Regions from separate parts of the Mus musculus genome. Here region 1 is linked to region 2. A link is a contact called in public Hi-C data. All regions are on one chromosome and are shown on one strand. Each heading gives the region's core, a stretch centred on a gene start, on an enhancer-like site or on the middle of the called end of the contact. The rest is flanking DNA. Distances are from core to core; before and after follow the strand shown. Region 1 overlaps Ambra1 (autophagy/beclin 1 regulator 1). Region 2 overlaps Atg13 (autophagy related 13).

Region 1 (5,842 bases), core at 1,031-3,530, 80 kb before region 2:
TCATCCAAGAAGAACCACCTCCATGGATAAGTAAAACCTCTCTCCCCATAAGGTAATGAAAACTGGCTTCAGATTCAAAACCACCATATGGTATTAAATTATTCATTTCCAATTGGCAACATATCTAAATGGGTACAGCTGGCAAAACAATTATTTAAAAAAGGCATCTCTGTGACATAGAAGCAGTAAGGGAAACAAAAGCAACCAGCCAGGGGCATACGAGTGATAAGCATGATGAAGACAAGTTATTTCCTTTTTATTTTAGATTTATTTGTACTTTACGTCTGAGTGTTTTTGCCTGTATGTATTTATGTGCATCACATACATGTATGGTGTCTATGGAGGTCAGCAGAAGCAATCAGATACCTAGAACTGGAATTCAAATGGCTGGGAACTGCTACATTGAGTGCTGGCATTCAAACCAGGTCCTCTGCAAAAACATCAAGTGCTCTTAACTGCTGAGCCATTTCTCCAGCCTCTGGCTACTTCTTTCTTTTTAAGATTTATTTTTAGAAGCCAGAGAGATGGCTCAGTGGTTAAAACACTTGTTGCTTTTGCAGAGGACCTGGGTTTGGTTCCCAGAATCCACATGGTGGTTACAATTGCCTGTAACACCAGTTCTAAGAAATCTAATCTTCTGGCCTCTGTGGTCACTACATAAACACATTACACAGACACACAATCAGGCAAAATTCCCACATATGTTTTTTAAAATTATAGTCTGTTTGTTTGTTTGTTTGTTTGTTTATGGATACGTGTGGGCCTTTGTGTGGGTATATGCCACACACATCTAAACACTGAGAACTGGCCAGAAAAAGGCATTGGATTCCTTGGAGCTAGAGTTATGAGCAGGTGTAAGTAGCCCAACAGAAGGGACTGAAAACTGAACTCAGGTCCTGTACACAACTTTTAACACCTGAGTCATTTCTGCAGCTCTGACAAGGCTTGTTTATCATGATTTATTCACAAAGGTTAAAAAATTGACTCATGTGAAAATTATGTCTGTAACTTTCAATATCATCAGAAATTAATTAAAATCTTGATGGAAAAGAATTACAGAAATGTTAAGAACTAAAATATAATCAGAATTGCATTTTAGTAATAATAAATTCATTATTATAATACATAATAGATATTTAATAATAAAGAAATAATAATAATCAAAATTAGAGTGCTAGTTTAGAAAATACCTCCCAATTCAGCTAGAGTTGGACTGTTAGACTCTTACCTGCTGATTAGAAGGGTTAACAATAGCTGTAAGTAAGTAGTGTCCAAGTGGATCAAATCTCACCAGGCTGAAATACAAAAGAATAAGAGACAAAGATCATGTTAACTGAGAAATGAAAATTGACTACCCCTTCATACTTTTAAAACTCTCTATTTTCTCCACCTCCCACTCTCTTCTAAAGACAGTTTATCTATGCAATCCAGGTCATCTTCACACTCACAAATGTTCTGCCTCAGATTCCTGAATGCTACACACCTACCTAGTCTTTCAAAAAACTTTTAAAGACAATAAAATAAGACTTTATGTTGTTTCCTAATGCGTTAAGAAACAGATTTCAGAGCTGGAGAGATGGCTCAGCAGTTAAAAGCAGTAACTGCTCTTCCAGAGGTCCTGAGTTCAATTCCCAGCAACCACATTGTGGCTCACAACCATCAGTAATAGGATCTGATGTCCTCTTCTTGTGTCTGAAGTCAGCTACAGTGTATTAATATAAATAAAAATAAATGAATATTAAATAGAAAAAAGGAGATTTCTTTTTTTTTCTTTTTTTCTTTTTTCCTTTTTTTTAAAGCAGGGTCTTATATACCTCAGGCTAGCTTACAAGTCAACAAGAAAAAAGGAGATTTCATTTTTTTTCTTTTTTCCTTTTTTTTTTTTTAAGCAGGGTCTTATATACCTCAGGCTAGCTTACAAGTCAACAGCTGGTTACAGAAGACCTTTAACTTTTGACTCTTCTGCCTTTACCATCTCAGCATTGGCATTACAGGTGTGCACCAACACACTCACCATATGTGATACTAGGGATCCAACTCTAAGCTTCATTCATGCAAGACAAGCTATTCTATTAACCTGGGCTACATCCTCAGGCCATGGTTCCAGTTTTGAAAAACATCCAGGCTCACATCACATTTAGCAGCTACACTAAATAAGTATCTGTTCAACATCTAAGAGCCCATTTAAATGGTAAATCAGAATGCTGCCACACAGATTCAGGTTTCCCTTCATAAAGCTGCTACACTTGGCAAAAAGTACTTACTCTAGTGACAACAAAGTATCAGTACAAAGTGATATGGCTGGAAGCCAGAAAACCAGTCTATATCCAGTCACAGTATGGTCAAAAGCAGCCAAAGAAAACAATTTATCCAGTCTAACTTAGGTAGTGTATATCTTGTTTCTGTAGTGCAGAAAACTGAATACAAGGCCATATATGTAACAGGCAAGAGCTGAACAATCTTACTACATCCCCAGCTATATTGTGGTTTTGATATTTTGGGTTGTTTTGTTTTGTTTTGTTAAGACAGTCTCACTATATAACTCTGGTTATCCTGAAACTCACTTTGTAGACCAAGACAGCCTCAAACTCACAGAGATCCACCTACCTCTGCTGGATCTACCTACCAAATGCTGAGATTAGGGTGTGGACAACTACATCTAGCTTGGTATTTTGTTTTTTAAGACAGAGTCTTGTTAACTAGTCCAGGAAGACTTAGACTCCTTATGTAGCCCAGATACATGTTTATGTCTTTTTTATAATTGGATATAGATATAATAAATATAAGTAAATAGCCAATAATGAACAATCAGCCACCAAGCTATCAAATTACCCATTTATTTTTGAGAGGCTTCTCAAAAGGTAATCCCAAGTGCAGGCAGCCTAGAACCTAAGTAGGATTTTACCAAATGACCCTGACCTGCAGAGACCACAAGATGAGGCCATAAACAAAATGAACTGTTTCTGGGCTAATCAGCCATGATGATGCTAACAAATACCCTAAAGAAGACTACTGACTGCCCTAAGTAGGGATAACAACCTGTCTCCTGAAATAACAGTAGTTATAAATGGTCTTTCCTGTCTGGTGCCTGATACAGTTGACAGAACGTGGCACTCACCGGACACGCTCCATCTCACTGGCTGTTTTCACCACAGCAAAGGGCTCCCGACGACTCCAATCCCAGAAATGGATCTCATTTGCAGTGGCAATTAGTAGAAGCTGAGCCGTAGGGTGGAAAGCCAAGGAGGCTATGGCATTGTTGCTGTCTGTGAACCAGCTTTCACTGCCCCCCTGCAAATGAACCAATCCAAAATTATTCTCAGATTACAAACTGCTAACAGACTGGGGAGTCCATGTGAAGAGAATTACATTGAAGAGCTAAATATGATTACTTACACCTATAATCCCAGCACTTGGGAAGCAAAGCAAGAAGACTGCCACAAACTTGAGGCCAGCCTGGACTGTATCGTGACAGTAGTGTCAAAAAGCAAGACAAACAAAAAAAGAAATAAAAGAAAAAAAAGAGGGGGATAGGGAGGGGAAGAGGAGGGATGGAGGGAGTGAAAAAGAGGAGGGGTCTAGATGGAACTATATAGCTCAGTGGTAAAGCATATACTTTCGTATGGATGAAGCCCCTGGGTTTGATTCCTAGTATTTCCACTTTCAATTACAATCTTTATCAGAGTACAGTGGTAGATGGCTTTAATCCCAGCGCTCAGAAGGCAGAGGCATGTGGATCTCCATGAGTTTGAGGGTAGCCTGGTCTACATAGTCATTTCCAAACCAGTCAGATTTGCATATCAAGGCTCTGTCTCTAAATAAATTTCCATTTGAGATAAAATGAGTTCTTATAGGGCTTACTTTAAACATGTCTTTTATAAAATAATGTATATGAACAGTCATCTAACAGTGCCAATAATTTATAGAACAATTACTGTCTTCAAGTCAATTACAAAGCCTCTACTTAGTTCCTGTTTCTGACACCTGTGAACATTCCAGCTTGGTGCAAACATAGTGAAAGCAACCCACTAGTCTATCATCAGGACAAGTCTTGTGTGATGATCATGAGCAGAGTACTCCAAGACAAAGGAAGTCGATACTGAACTCATGTTAGAGCCTCCTGCTATACAATCTTAAAATGAGCAGGCAGAAGAAAAGTTTGTTTACTTCATAATGGATAAGTACAAACTAGAATATCCATCCTTTAAGTAAGCAATGTCTACCAGTCCTAACAAAGTGGTTAGTTTCTCAGCCAGAAGTAAGAATCCAATGGCAAACAAGTCTCTGTGTCTGGAATACCAAAGGGAAATAAGCAGCCCAAAAAATACTTACATGTAAATCCCAAATCCTAACTTCCCCATCTAGGCAACCAGAAGCAATAAGGCCTGAGATGGTGGGGTGAAAAGTGACACACCATGGAGTACGGCGGTGTCCGATCAGAGAGTGAACACACTTGCCAGTCTTAACCTCTGTAATATAGATGTTATGGTTCACATGTGTGGATGCCAAGAGAGTCCTAGAGAATCAAAATGTAGGAATAATTAAGAAGCATGTAGGGGGAGAATAAATATTACCAGCTTTAGAAAACAAAAATCCCAACATTATTCCCTACACTACTCACTACAAATGAAAAAAAATTAAGGTATGCCTACTAGGTAGTTTCTCTACACAAAACAGAAATATTCCCATTTTTAAAGGCTTCTGGTTTTCCCACACTGTCGCTAAATAACACATATTGCCTTCATTGCTGGTGTCTACTGGTCAAGCAAAGCAATGTTATCTTCTGAGCCTTGACTTTCACCATTCTCTTTACAATTCTTTTTATTCTTCTGGTTGGCATTGTTTGTTTACTTTCTCTCCATTTCTAATATATAGTATAATTATATATATATATATATATATATATATAATTATATAATTATATAATTATATAATTATAAATAATAGAGTGTGTGTGTGTACACCATATACACCTTCACACATTCATCCAGTGCTTCAAAGGGTCTCTAGGGATTAATCTGAATGAACAAGCTAAGCCAAGAGTACAGAAAGCCACATCAAATCTTAAGCTACAGCTAAGTATTAGGTACCTGTCTGGGCTGAAGGCCAGTAAGAAGGTCGAGCGTGGACTATCAGGCAGTTCTACTCTCTGAGAGAAAACAAACAAATAAGTAAATATATACAGACAGACAGACACACACACAGCATAGCATGATTTATAAAGTTGGGCTTACTCTGACTTTTAAGTACAGAAACCACTCTAGATTAGTATCACAGTGCAAACTAAAAATCTGGAGACAATAATCAAATTATAAATTAAGATAAATCTAAGTTCAGGAAGAACATTTCTAGTCTTATCTTTTACATTATAAACCAATTTCCCAAATTAGCTATATCAAGTCTCAGGGACAAGATAAATTATATCCCTATTCTACCATTAATCTATTCAAAGGTGCCAATTTACTGTCATCTCCACAAATCCTAGGTCAAGAACACTTTGCTTACCTTGCCCTCCCATTTCATCCATCGAGTCTTATCCTCCACCAGCTCCTGCAGAAGCCGCTGGGCACCCATGGCACGAGTGCCCCGTTCTCGGCCCCAGAGGATTCGTACAGCATTCTTCTCTGGGACAACTTTCATGGTGCTCAGGAGCCACTGTCGCACCAGGGATCAGAACTGAAGGAGCAAGCAATAGCTCCACACACAGAAATAGCTAAAATGAGGCCATTCAGGTCCTTGTCAGCTGTCCTCATGGAAATCTAAGGAATGAAGAATAATGTCAAATAATGCCTATTCTACACCAGAGAGGCTCCCATTACAAGTACAATTCTAACTCAAAGGA
Region 2 (6,080 bases), core at 1,939-4,438:
GTGCAGCTTTATGGCACCAGGTTGAGAGCAGGGAGACAGCCAAGTCCTGCCATTCTCATATTTGGGGTATCTGTGGTTTAAGCTTCTGTGACCCTTCCCCCTTTCCCCTGGGCCATTACATTCCCATAGCCTGAGACTTGAGAGGCTCCAGTACAAACTGTTTTCCATAGGGAAGGAAGAAGTAGCTTAATGTTTCTAATACTAAAGCAATACCTGCATGCACTACTCTATGTCCCTATAATACTCCTTGAGATGGTTTCACACATAAATTGCTCTTGGTTTTTAGTTCAATTTAGCAATCAAAGACATCCCAGAAGTCACCCATGAAGCAAAGAAGGCCCTGTCAGGGCAGCTGCCTGCTGTGGGGCGATCTATGTGTGTGGAAATCTCACTCAAGACTTCTGAGGTAAGGCAACGGCTGGACTTGGGGGTCTTATTTTGCATGCAAGGCTCTTCATCCTCTGCTTCCAATTCATTTTTAGCTTGATACATGTTCCTTTTCTTTCTGAGTTTCTCATCATTTTTTGAATTGGGGCTTATTTATTTATCTATTTATTTATTTTTGTTATGCTGGGTATTAAGCCTAGTTATTGCCCATGCTTATATAATGCAGGAATGTTACAAGGCTGAGGAATTCTGCATTTAGCATTTTCTTGCTCACTTGCTCAGAATAATATACAGGACGGTTTCACTAATGGAATCAGCTAAAAAAAAAAGTAACTTAAGTAATAATAACCTTTTCTAAACTAATGTCTGTAGACATTAGGTCGGGTTCTTCCTCCCAGCCCCATGCACCAGAAATCAGTCTCAGATCAAAATATATTTACAGCCGGGCGTGGTGGCGCACGCCTTTAATCCCAGAGGCAGGCGGATTTCTGAGTTCGAGGCCAGCCTGGTCTACAAAGTGAGCTCCAGGACAGCCAGGGCTATACAGAGAAACCCTGTCTCGAAAAACCAAAAAACCCAAAAAAAAAAAAAAAAAAAAAAAAAAAAAAACAAAATATATTTACACATACCTTGGCCATATAGCTAGGCTCTTCTCTAACTAGATCATAACTAAAATAACCCATTTATTTTAACCTACATGGTGCCACATGACTGGTTACCTGTGCTCAGGCACCAAAATTCTTTCTGCTTCCCAGATGTCCCACCAGATTCTACCCTTTCTTTCCTATAGGACATTAGTTTTTTTAATTGACAGGTGATGAATCCATACAATACACAGGATATTTTCTCTACAGTTTCCCTTTTTGTTCATATGAATTTAAGATTGATGTGCATTTAGCTTTTACATTACTAAGAACATTTTTTACTTACTATTATGCAAAAATTACATAGAACCTTTAAGAAAAAAAATGTGTCATTTTGGATTTTAGACTATTTGCAATTGGCTTTATTTTATCAGCAGGAAGTCCCACCTGACCTCATGGTGTAGACCACTGTAGTCTAGAATTTACAGAGATCTGCCTGTCGCTTGTCTCCTGTGTGCTACCACCCTGCTCAAATAGTTCACCTCGATTCTAAATCAGTGTAATGCTTTAATTTCAAAAGCAACACATGTGAACTGTAGTGGCATTCTAAATTTACTTAAAATCTCAAGTGATAATGATGGATAAGTAGAGAAAATAACAGAGGTTGTTATCTGCCCAGCTCTAATGCTTTAAGACCTATTATAAATATAAATGTTTTGTGTCTTTTATTTGGGAACTAAATTATGAAAGGTAGGGTTGAAACTCCCAAATAATATTTATCATGACAGATGTCACTTTAAAATTGGCACCTGTAGAAGTGAAGTGAAAGGCTCTCCCATCACTTGGATGTTTTCAGCCTTTCTAAAGGGTGGTTTAGAGAAGGTACATCGAAGTTTTAGGACTGGAGATGGAGACAAGTAGTATAGCCCAGGTGCATGTACAGAGCCCTGCAAAGCACTATCCAAACCACATACTCCTGTCCAGTGTGGTGCCCCCACCCCATCCCAGCACTAGGGAAATGGAAGCAGAAGGATTGAGAGGTTTTTAGCCAGTCTATCTTATATGAGACTCTCCTGTTCCAATTTTAATGTATGTTCAGCCTAAGTGAGCATCAGACTGTCTCAGAAAATAGAGCCTAGGTTTGCTGGTATGGCTCAGTGGGTGAGGCGCTTGTCATCAAGTCTGATGACTGACGTTTGCTCCCTGAATCTGTGTAGTAGAAGAGAACCAGCACAAGGTACAGTATGGTACTCTGGCTTCAGTGTGTATGCTGTGGCCCCACCCCCAACACTAAGGAAGAAAGGGCAAACTGAAAACAGTCTATTTTCTTAGCCAGCTACCTTAAATCTAGAAATGTGCTTAGAGATTGAGGATGTATACAGAGGATGTATACATCTCTCAGTGCTTGTGCGTGCGTGCGTGCGTGCGTGTGTGTGTGTGTGTGTGTGTGTGTGTGTGTGTTTTCTTCCAGCCCTGTTTGTTTGTAACAAAATCTCAAGATAGTTCAGACTTGCCTTAAGCTTGCTATACAGCCAAGGGTGACCTTGAACTCCTGATGCTCCTGCCTTCACATCCCAAGCTCTGGGGTTGCAGTTGTAGACCACTATGCCTTGCCCCTCAATGCTGTTTATTTTTATTGTAGTGGTTAAAAAAAAGTAGAAATAACTAAAAAAAATATGAGATGTGGCTGAATAAAATGCTAGTCATAGTATACAGTGTAACCACGAACACAAAGTGTGGAGATTCTGCCTGTGTTGCTGAGGAGACTCACAGAGAGCATGAAGCCTGCAGTTGATCCCCAGTGTAACAAAAGATAAGAAAGTTCAGTCTCTCAATCTTTATTTCTCTGTCTCCCTCTCCTCTCTAATTTTTAGTTAAAAGGAAAATTCCATGTTTGTTGAAAAGTAAGATAAAAATGATCCAGCTTTTTAGAAAGTTGCTGTTTTTCAATAAGTTGGGTTTTTTTTTCCTTTTGGTTTATTTCTTTATTTATATTGAAATATATTTCTCCTGTCCCGTCTGTAGGGAGATTCTATGGAGTTGGAAATTTGGTGTCTTGAAATGAATGAAAAGTAAGTGTTTCTGTGTCAGACTCCTTGGTTATGGGGGCTGAGGCTAAGCAGTGACATCATGTGAAAGCAGGCTTTGTAGTCAGCCACAGAGAGGCGTTCTGACCACTCAGCAGAGCCAGCAGGCTTGGCTATGACGGGCTTCACGCTTGGCTTCCAGCCTAGCACAGAGATGACCTTCAGAGGGGTGTGTGTCCAGGGCAATTCACTCAGAATGGAGAAAGGAGCCACAGCAGCCATGCAAAAGATTTCTTGTTTTCCCAGAGAACAGCTCGTTCTCTGATGAAGTCCCCTGTAAGATCCAGCAACATGGCCGTCAGTGAGGTCTCCCATACTTCGATGGGCTGGAATTTTACTCCTTCCCTATTATTGTTTTTCAAGGCAGATTAGCTCACCACCTGCCTGAAGCTTGAGTTTTCTTTTTTTCTTTTTAAAGACTTATTTATTTTATATATGCGAGTACACTGTAGCTGTCCTCAGACACATCAGAAGAGGGCCTTGGATCCCATTACAGATGGTTGTGAGCCACCATGTGATTGCTGGGAACTCAACTCAGGACCTCTGGAAGAGCAGTCAGTGCTCTTAACCACTGAGCCATCTCTCCAGCCCCGAAGCTTGAGTTTTCAAATAGAACATGTGTGGAGTATGGACATTTGTTTTTCTTGAATAGAAAGTAGTTGATAGGTTATTATCCAAAATTTTTGTACCAAGTAAGTTTTTTCCTCCAGATTTTCAGCATACAACTAAATAGCTCATAAGACAGAACCTTGGAAATAAGCAGCAGGTTGAGTACAATTTGCAATATTGTTGGGTTGTTTTTATACTGCCTTTTTAGAAGTAGATAAAAACAGAGGGTTCTGGTGCTTGCCTGTGTCTAATATAAGAAGAAGCACACGCTGGCTTACTTCAGCAATGTGTTGGTAGAGCTCTAAGTACATCTTTAGTTCAGAATGTGTTTTGCAGACTTGCAGCGTCCCAAAAGATAGACTGGCAGTGTTTTTGTGCTCCTCAGGTGTGACAAAGAAATCAAAGTTTCCTACACTGTATACAACCGATTGTCACTGCTGCTGAAGTCTCTTCTCGCTATTACAAGGGTGACACCAGCCTATCGACTCTCCAGGAAGCAAGGGCATGAATATGTAATTTTGTACAGGTAAGATCAAGGATCTTGCTTTACTTCTCAGCCTCCTTACAGTGCACACTGTCTGGCATTCACGTGTTCTTGATTACTTATAACGCTATAGTTTTGCAACTGTCCTCATGAACCTCAGCTTTTCAGAGTCACTAGACCAACTGCCCTTTTGTCTCGGTATAGTTCCAGTTCCTGGGGGATGGATGATAAATTCCTGCAAACATACATTTGTTTGTTTGTTTGTTTGTTTGTTTGTTTATTCTCTTGACCCCCTTTTCTCTTTCTGAGGCAGTGTCTCACTGTGTAGTCTTAGCTGTCCTGTTGCTTACTGCTATGTAGGCCAGGATGGACTTGAACTCAGAGAGATCCTCTACTTCCCAGGTGCTCGGAGTGAAGGAAGGTGTGCACACTAAGCCCAGCCAATTTTAATTTCCTTAAAAAACGCTTTGTGCCGGGCAGTGGTAGCACATGCCTTTAATCCCATCACTGAGGGGCTGGAAGCAGGAGGAACAAGTGTTCAAACGCATCCTCAGCTGCTTAACTCTGAGGCCATCCTGGGTGACACAAGAGCAAACAAGCAAACAAATAAGCTTTCCGTGAATGATTCTATAGCCTCTTCTCTTCCAGAGCTAAATTCAACTTCCTAGGTCTGACAAAGCGCTAATTCAGTTTAAGAGTATTTGTCTATAGCTGAAAAGAACTAGTCAGCAGTTTAAGTATTGTCTGTGAGGTCAGTAATTCACCTCAGCATGTTTTCCTGAGTTCCATTTTAGTGCAAGTAGTTTATGAGGTATAGAGGCTCTATACTTAGTGGTGGGGTTTTCCCTCCTGTGTGGGGGAGTGGAAGTTGGTGTTTTTGAGACGGGTCTTTCCATGTGCCCCTGGCTGTCCTGTAATGTGCTGTGTAGAACAGGATGGCCTAGAAGCACAGATCACTGACTGCACATAGAGAGGACAGTAGCTGATCAAGCCTAGGTGGGCAGGGTGGAGCATCAGATCCCTTGTTAGTTTGCCTGGTCAGCTGGTGGGGAGGGGATGTAGTAAAGTCATCAGGAATGCTTTGTGTTGGAGAGGAGCTGTTGATTTTAGCCTTTGTCAAAAGTAGAGCTGACCTGTAGGACTACCATTTTAGTATGGAGGGACCAAAGATAATTGCCAGTTACACAGGAGCAAACTTACTGAGAATATTTACCAAGTAAGTCTTCCTTAACTCTAACTTGACAGTTCCCTAACATTTCTCTCTCAGATATCAAGTTGTGTGTTTGTTGAGAATTATTAGACTTGTTTTGTTTTGTTTTGTTTTGTTTTGTTTTGTTTTGTTTTGTTTTGTTTTTGAGACAGGGTTTCTCTGTGTAGCCCTGGCTGTCCTGGAACTCACTTTGTAGACCAGGCTGGCCTCAAACTCAGAAATCCACCTGCCTCTGCCTCCCGAGTGCTGGGATTAAAGGCGTGTGCCAACATCACCCGGCTGAGAATTATTAGACTTTGGCTGTAATAGATCTTTTTAGTCTTCACTCATTTCTTATTGTGTCTGTTACTTTTTTTGTTGCTGTGGCAAAAGCCTTACAAGAAACCGTTTAAGGGTGGATGCAATGGCCTTGCCACAGGTAAAGGACCTGCCACAGAAGCTTGGGTATTTATGGAGGACCTAGCCATTTCTGCCATCTCAGCCTATTTTCCTCCTCCATCTCCCTCTCCCTCCCTCCTTCTCTCCCTCCCTCCTTCTCTCTCTTCTTTTTTTTCTCTCTCTCTCCTCTCCCTCTTCCTCCCCCTTTCCCTCCCTCCATCCCTCTGTCTTCTCTCTTTGTTTTTGTTTTTGAGACAGAGTTTCTCTGTGTAGCCCTGGCTATCCTAGAGCTCGCTATGTAGACCAGGCTGGCCTTGAACTCACAGAGATTCACCCGCCTC

Evidence for each region. A called contact is a pair of places that touch in the nucleus more often than the background predicts.
Region 1: a Hi-C map of Sertoli cells shows a contact between it and region 2, with 2.4 times the contacts expected there. The contact joins two enhancer-like sites. A contact is called at or near these places in 13 of 484 Hi-C or Micro-C datasets (the AML12 cell line, CD8 T cells, the G1E-ER4 cell line and 8 more) and 3 of 9 other capture datasets (adipose tissue, liver and pancreatic islet).

The regions. Positions count from the first base shown.
Region 1 is chr2:91,766,364-91,772,205 of GRCm38.p6, reverse strand. Ambra1 (autophagy/beclin 1 regulator 1) reads right to left here. Exons shown (of 18, transcript NM_172669.3): 2 at 5,506-5,759; 3 at 5,091-5,149; 4 at 4,333-4,516; 5 at 3,119-3,291; 6 at 1,229-1,295. The coding sequence starts at 5,640. Among named protein-coding and RNA genes, the nearest start is that of Ambra1, 39 kb to the right of the region's middle. Within about 2 kb of position 2,280, at least 1 of the 459 cell types and tissues checked has an H3K27ac peak or open chromatin away from gene starts, as enhancers often do. A contact at or near this core is called in Sertoli cells, where this site is marked.
Region 2 is chr2:91,686,754-91,692,833 of GRCm38.p6, reverse strand. Atg13 (autophagy related 13) reads left to right here. Exons shown (of 17, transcript NM_001355419.1): 4 at 287-406; 5 at 2,997-3,043; 6 at 4,053-4,193. Among named protein-coding and RNA genes, the nearest start is that of Atg13, 21 kb to the left of the region's middle. Within about 2 kb of position 3,188, at least 32 of the 459 cell types and tissues checked have an H3K27ac peak or open chromatin away from gene starts, as enhancers often do. A contact at or near this core is called in Sertoli cells, where this site is marked.